Regions from separate parts of the Gossypium hirsutum genome. Here region 2 is linked to region 1. The links are chromatin contacts, called in public Hi-C maps. All regions are on one chromosome and are shown on one strand. The core of a region is the stretch at or near the end of the contact, and the rest is flanking DNA. Distances in the headings are between cores, read along the strand shown.

Region 1 (3,729 bases), core at 651-3,150:
AGATTTGACTTTAAAATCCACCAATGTCATAAAGACCAAAAGGATATAGGAGAAGAATAGTATACCTCTCTAAGTATCTCAGAAGAAAAGCCAGTAGCTTCAAATGATGAAAAGGGTGAAGGCACTTCATGTCCCTGACAAAATTTAAGGAAAAATATTTGATCCATGAAACATTATCAGTTACCCAGCAATATGATATTTTCAGAAGCCAAAGTCCCTGACTAAACATAGAAAACTAAGATGGGTAATAAAATATCGTAACAATCATACTCACAGTTACAGTTATCTCATGCTGATGGCGATATGCATCACCAGACAAATTACTTCCCTCAGCCACTAATCCATGTCTCCCAGCAGAAGATCCTCCAACCACAGAGCCGTGAGTCCCATTAGGTGTATTATGGGGAAGAATAGGTCCACCACTTGCATTCTATTGCAAATTAAGAACATCAAATTAATCCTAGTTAGAAGAACAGACATATATAACTATCTATAAGTTAACACTTTTAATTTTTTGAAAACCCAAGCTTCAAGAATTTTGACGGTTTAACAAGAACCAATTCAAAATCAAATGCGACAAATTGAAAATTTTAGACACTAGAAAGAAAAGGGACATACTTCATTACTCAAGTTAAGGCAAATGTACTAATTTTCAATTTCAACTAAGACCAACAAGAAACCAAATGAATCAAGAGCAAGATTTAGAGTAAAGAAGTAGAAAAAATACCTGGTTAAACCTTGATACTGGCTCAGGTTTTGATGCACCATTGTTGCCTATTTCATAACGATCATTTTCCTTGTCAGGATTATACCCATAACGCACTTCAGAATATTGCTGAATCTGAATTGAAGAACGCATTGGGGAAGACTTCGGGACAGAATCTACAATTGTGGGCCTCTCATATTGGGTTACATTGGTCATTGGATTCCAAAAGTAGAGATAACCAGTTTTACCATCAACTAGGCCTTTCCATGGTTTGGGAAGAGTGGGATCTGGCGGAGCAAATGTTGGGTCCGCAGAAGAAGCAGTTGCAGTAGCAGCCATTGCAAGAAAAGCAACAATAAAAATCTACAAGCACCAAAAACTCCAAAAAGGAGCAAATGAGAAACTAATAAAAGAAATCATAACTACAAACTCAAAATGTAAATTGCTTGGATAACCAAAATCATGAGCTGAATTTCCATTTTAATCAATTTTTCATTTATAATAAATCATTACTTTTCCTTTTACCTCTTGCACTTGTACTTTAACCATGCATTCCCAGGTTTAAGCTAACCTCGGAACTCACGGATGGCAATATAACTAGAACAATAATAACTCCAGCAATCAAAAGTTTCACATTCAATCAAATCCAACAACTACATGCTTAATCGTGCATATGCAGACTCTGACTAAAGCTGACCTAACAACTCCAACAATAATAACGAATAAGAAGAAATAACTCCCAACACCTACATGCTTCACATTCAATCAGATGCCAGATTCAAAATCAATACGGAAAACCCCCACTTTTCCTCATCACATACTATATTAATAAAAATTAAAACCGTGATCCCAGTTTAAGCCAAATGCAATTTATGAAAAGGAAATCTGAAAAGGGGTAATTAGAAGTTGGAACCCTAAACTCTCACCTCTTTTATCAAATATTAGAGGGGATTGAGATTGGCATCTAAAAATATAAAAACAAATTTCAGATATGAAAAACTCAAATAGAATTTACGGAAACCTAAGTACCTGACGCTATCGTCTCGAGGAAGCTGAAGGGACAGTCGATTTTTTGAATATCGAAATTTAAAAGGCAATAACTTTTCTGCTATTTTTAGGGTTTTTCTTGGCTCTGTGTTCTCTCTCTTCGCTGCGTTTCCGTAAACAAAGGTAGAGAGATTCAAAATAGGCTGTTGATAGAAGGAGAAAATTTATAGGCTTTTTAATTCTATTTTTTATTTTTATTTTTATTTTTATTTTTATTTGGATTTCATTATTAAATTAAAATGAACCAAAATATCCCGAAAGTACGCGCTTTTGGACAGCTGTTCTTCTTATTATCCTCTTTTTAAAATTAAATCTGGAGAAATTAAAAGGGGTTATGTACAAGGCCCATTTTCGAAATTATTTACACAAATGGGCCGTTTCTAAATATAATTATGAATGTAGACTGAAAATTTAAAAATACACTGACGTAGACGCGTTTTCAATGGATAATCCAGAAAAATATTTTCACGTCAATTTTTTTCTTTGTGTCAGATAAAAATGCACTGACATGGATGCGCTTTTACCGTGCTCCAACAACTATCAAAATAGCCATCGAACTAATTTTTTTTTTAAATGTCATTTTTAAAAATATTACAAAAATAGACTATTTTTTAAAAAATTTACAAAAATAAACTTTTATAAAGACCCAAAGTGGCAGCACTATTTTTTTTTTGTGCCAAAAATTAATGTGGAAATAAAACTTACAAAACAAATCTTTATAAAGACTAAAGTCTCATTTCTCTTGTTTTCTTAAGCAGTGTAAAGATTTATATAAAGATTGGTTTCCCTTGGTCTATATAAAGATCTTTTTTGTAAGTTTTATTTTCACATTAATTGGTGGCACCAAAAAATAAAAAAAAATTGGTGTTGCCACTTTGGGTCTTTATAAAGTCTTATTCTCATAAATTTTCAAAAAAAATTGGTCTATTTTGAAAATGTTTTAAAAAATGACATTTTTTAAAAATTTAGTCCGATGGCTATTTCGATAGCCATTAGAGCATGGGCAAAAGCTCATCCACGTCAACACGCTTTTGCTTAACACAAGGAAAAAAGCGTTGACATGGAAATGTTTTTTCTAGATTATCCCTTGAAAACGAGTTCACGTCAACACGTTTTTGAGTTTTCGGTCCATACCCGTAATTATTTTTAGAAATGGCCTATTTTCGTAAATAATTTCATAAATGGGCCTTTATTGATACATAACCCAATTAAAAGAGCATGAGAAAAAAGTAATGGATTTCAAAAAGGAATACACCAAATTTGAATTGTGGTTTATTTGTATGGATGAAATTTTAATTTTAATTTAATTATGCATATTTAAATAAATGAATACAACATTTATTTTTATATCGGATTACTATAATTGTTTGTGTATGCAATATATTAACATAAAATTGTGCTAACTCGATAATGTTGTTAGTGATTTATGAAACTAAACCAAAGAAAAATTTCATGTATAAAATCATACAAAATTAAAATTCATACACGACATTACACAGTAGATCAAAGTTTATTTATAATTTTAATATTTAACCCTTTAAAAAATAGCTGAGAACTTTTTTATTTAAGAAGAAAATTTTCTTTTTTTTAAATAAAAAAATTGTTGAAAAAGATTCATCTATTAATGTGAATTACCATATGATGATAAAATAATGTATTACCATCAATGGAACACGTTAATAATTTATGGGGGTAAATATTAAATTTAAATAATAAATTTGTTTTAGTTTAATGTGTTTTGTCAATATGAAATTTTAATTTTAATTTAATTTAATACATGTAAAGAATAAATACTGATACATCTCTACTTCAATTTGGACTCGGTTGGACCCTCTATTGAGCCACCCAAAGTCCATTAAGTAACATAATTAGTAGGAACCATCATTTACTTATAAATATCCTAAGATACCATTTAGTAAAGGGACTTCTCTCCACTCTCAACTCTAATACACTACCACTTCTGCATGAGTCCCTCT
Region 2 (3,729 bases), core at 664-3,163, 160 kb before region 1:
GTGAAGGTTGTAGGGTCAGAATTCGAGTGGACACCTAAAGCTTTTACAAGTTGCTCTAAGGTAGGAAGGAGAACATGTGCATATTGCAGAGAAGTTCCTAAAGGGATAGAAGAAGTAACTTAAATAGTCTTTAGGTCAGAAGAAGCTCTTGAACTAGGCAAGATGGATGTGTTGAGTAGAGCAAATGAGTTGGTCTGGTTGGTTGGATATTGGCCTGGTTAGCTAGGTCAACAAGGAATACCATTCTGGGGTTGTAAAGCCATGCTGTCCATGTTCACTGTACCAAATGTTGATGCAATGATACAACAATGAAGAGGTATGTAGGAGAGGGTGGTGGTTGTCACAGAGGTTGATTCACCCAGTCAGGACGGTGAGCTGTAGGTTATAAAGAATGGAGGTGAGGAGGATGTTATCCTTTCATTCATTCTGACTTGATGGTATAGAGCGGTTGAGCCCACTTGGTGTTTGGTGACTAACAACACCATGTTCCCAATGAAAGCCTGAAGACCCGAGTATCGGATGGCTTGCACTTGTTGGATAGTTGTCTTGGAAGGTAGGACTTGTGGGTGACTTCTCGATTTGCCACCAACTGTTTTGTTGTTCGAGTCTCCTTTTGGCTTGCCACGTGGCCCCATATAGATGCGGGTGTAACATTGTTAGTGATGGATTTGTAGAGAATATGTTACAAATATGTTATGTTGGAGAGAAAATGAAAGAAGAAAATAAAGTTGGGAGAAAATGAGAGAATAATTTTTTTTGACAGAAAATGAGAGAAGAGTGATTGTGCATTTATATACAAACTAAAAGGACTAAATTACATAATATTTAAAACTATTATTAAAAAATAATAATATACCCATACTTACCTACCTCAATTATTTACCTGTTGCGTGCTAGTATACTTTTTCTATTGCAACTTTCTACTGCATTCATGTATGCTTGTATTATCACGGGTTCCATTATTTCTTTGCTCTGCTGCATGCAAACAAAAGATTGCATTTTATTGCTTCTTTCATGCATGTTGTCATAGGTTCCTTTCTGTTGTGCTACTTGTAAACAACTTTTATGTTTTAAAATAGTGAAGTTACCCCCCAAGTAGAGATGTCCATGGCCGAGTAAGGCTGGGTCCTACAAAAATTTTAGGCTTATTTGCTAGGTTCGGGCTCCGTTTAGTTCAAAAAATAGGCTAAAAATTTTATCCATGCTCGGTCTAGATAAAAATGCTAAAACTCGGGTCTGGCCTGACTGTATTATTTTCTTTTATATTTCATATATATATTTAAAAAATATAATACATCAAAAATATGAAAAATATTAAAATAAATGTTTCCCAACAATTTGACAATAAATTAAAAAAATATGTATACTTAAATAACACCAAGATAGCTGCAATTTAACAAACAAATAACTCTAAAATAGTAACAAAATTAACAATAAAACAAGAGTTATAAATATCCAAATAATAACAATAAAATAATAGAAACATAATTATGAAATGGTAACAAAATAGTGAAAAAACAACAAGAAAATAAGAAAAAAAACTGTATTCGAGTCAGGTCAAGCCGGGGTCAGGCAAAAAAAGCCTTAACTGAGATCAACCCTTTTTTTAAACAGGCCTTATTTTTTTGTCCAACTCCATTTTTAAAGCTTATATTTTTACTTAAATTCTCCCACTTTTCAGGTGGCCCGGCCATGGACAGGCTTACCCCAAAGTGCTGACTTTGTGTATTTTTTGCTAATTAATTCATAAAACTAGTACATTTGAAAATAAAGAAAAAAAGAATTTTATTATTAAAAAGTTTTTTAATTAATCCAATAGTTGATTAGCTATCCATAGCCGTTGGATCACAATACCCAAAAGCAAGTCCTTGACATTTTTCATTGTCAAACAAGCCGTAACATAAACCATCCAAAACGGCAAAGCAGTGTCCTTAAAACGCGAGCGTCAAAAAAGGGAAATTTTGGAAAACTCTCGCTCTTCGACTCCGCGCTATCTCCTCGTCTTCACCCGCCTTTACAAATGCTCTCTTCTTCGTTTTCTTCTTCTTCGACGATTCTCACTCTAAGAAACAAAAACCCTAATTTTCTTATATCTCTGAGAAATGGAGCTCTCAACAACCGAGTCGTTTTCACCGCTCAATTCCCTCGTGCCGTTTCCCTTCGGTGTTACGCTTCTTCCAGCGGATTCGATCGAGTTCAAGTTCGAAATCCAGTCGTCGAGATGGATGGTGAGACAATTGACCAAACGGCGATAAAGGATGAGAATCGTGTTGAAATTAGTTTTTATGTTTGTTTTTAATTGTTTTTTTTTCTGCTTTTTCTTATTTTTTAAAAAAATGTGATCACTGTTACTTCTTTTTGTTTGTAATTCTTAGGTGATGAAATGACGAGAATTATCTGGAATATGATAAAAGATAAAGTATGGAAGCATATTTCATGATTTTTTTTACATTTCGCTAATTATTTATTTGTAATTAATGCTGAATGCCGAGTGTTTTTGTATTTAATTGCAGCTTATATTCCCTTATCTTGATTTGGACATAAAATACTTCGATTTAGGGATACTGAGTCGGGATGCGACTGATGACAAAGTTACTGTCGAAGCTGCTGAAGCAGCCCTGAAGTATGTAGTATTTACTGAAGGCTCTTTGGACATGATCATTGTTCTGTTATATTATTATTAATTTTGAAAAGTAACTAATGGATTCTGTTGATAATATACCTGATCTGATAAGATATGAAAGAAGCTTGGGTGTCTAGAATTGCATTATTAACATAATAGGGCTACGAACGAGACATTATCATTCATCCATTTGTAAATAGATAAAATAAGTTGTAGTATCATGACGAAGATGAGTAGTGTTATAATATTAACGATTGTGATTTTTCTGTTTGCTGAGTAATTGGACTAAGGCTGGATGATAAAAAAAGCTTTGCCTAGGTTGAGGTTTGTTAAGAGAGATTTGTACAGAGTTCTAGCATCCGATTGGAAAACGGTGTGTTTTTTTTCCCCTTTTAGTTTGGAAGATTTAAGATTTTCCATCATTCAAGCAAAAAGTTTTGCAATTGTAAAGCGAATGCTTGAAAATTTGAAGAATTTTATGGTATCTTTATTTGCACTTAAAGTCTGCAGTTGTAAAGAATTTCCTTATTTCTTTTAGGTATAATGTTGCTATCAAATGTGCAACAATAACTCCTGGTTAGTCATTCTCGTGATTCTTTAATCTTTACTACTCTTGTCAATTCATGTATTTCCTTATCATTTATAGTAAATATCTAGACCTGTCCAGGGGTCGATTGGAATGGGCTCTAGCCTGGTCCCAAAAATTTTCTAAGCCCAGACCGAAATTTGGCCCAGCCCAGCAGCCCGTTTCATTGTTTATATATTAATATAGGTTTATGTCACATTTTGGCTCTTAAAACTCTTTTTTTCTGAAAGAAGCCCCTAAACTAATTTTACTACTTTGGTACTTCAATTTTTTTTTGTCCCACTTTGGTCAACTATCATTTTTGTCTCAGTTCAACTAAAAAGATAAAATTTACCAATAAGAACATGACACATGGCATATTTTTATTGAACTCAAGTAATTTTTGGAGTTACAATGAGACGAAAATGATAGTTAAAGTGGGACTAAAAAGTTTGAACTACCAAAGTAGTAAAACAAGTATAGTTCAGGGGCCAAATTGTGACTTAAACCTAAAATTTTTTATAATTTAGTTTAATTATAA

What was found. Hi-C and Micro-C count contacts between places; a contact is called where the count stands out from the background.
Region 2: a contact with region 1 is called in a Hi-C map of leaf, with 2.0 times the contacts expected there. The contact joins the promoter of LOC107892269 here to the promoter of LOC107892276 in region 1. A contact is called at or near these places in 12 of 34 Hi-C or Micro-C datasets (anther, callus, hypocotyl and 2 more).

What each region holds. Positions count from the first base shown.
Region 1 is chrD09:8,640,869-8,644,597 of Gossypium_hirsutum_v2.1, reverse strand. It overlaps LOC107892276 (DEAD-box ATP-dependent RNA helicase 14), which reads right to left and starts at 1,900. Exons shown (of 10, transcript XM_016817309.2): 1 at 1,736-1,900; 2 at 955-1,069; 3 at 728-882; 4 at 275-430; 5 at 66-134. The coding sequence starts at 1,045.
Region 2 is chrD09:8,800,934-8,804,662 of Gossypium_hirsutum_v2.1, reverse strand. It overlaps LOC107892269 (isocitrate dehydrogenase [NADP], chloroplastic/mitochondrial), which reads left to right and starts at 1,913. Exons shown (of 15, transcript XM_041101671.1): 1 at 1,913-2,228; 2 at 2,376-2,419; 3 at 2,514-2,623; 4 at 3,162-3,199. The coding sequence starts at 2,021.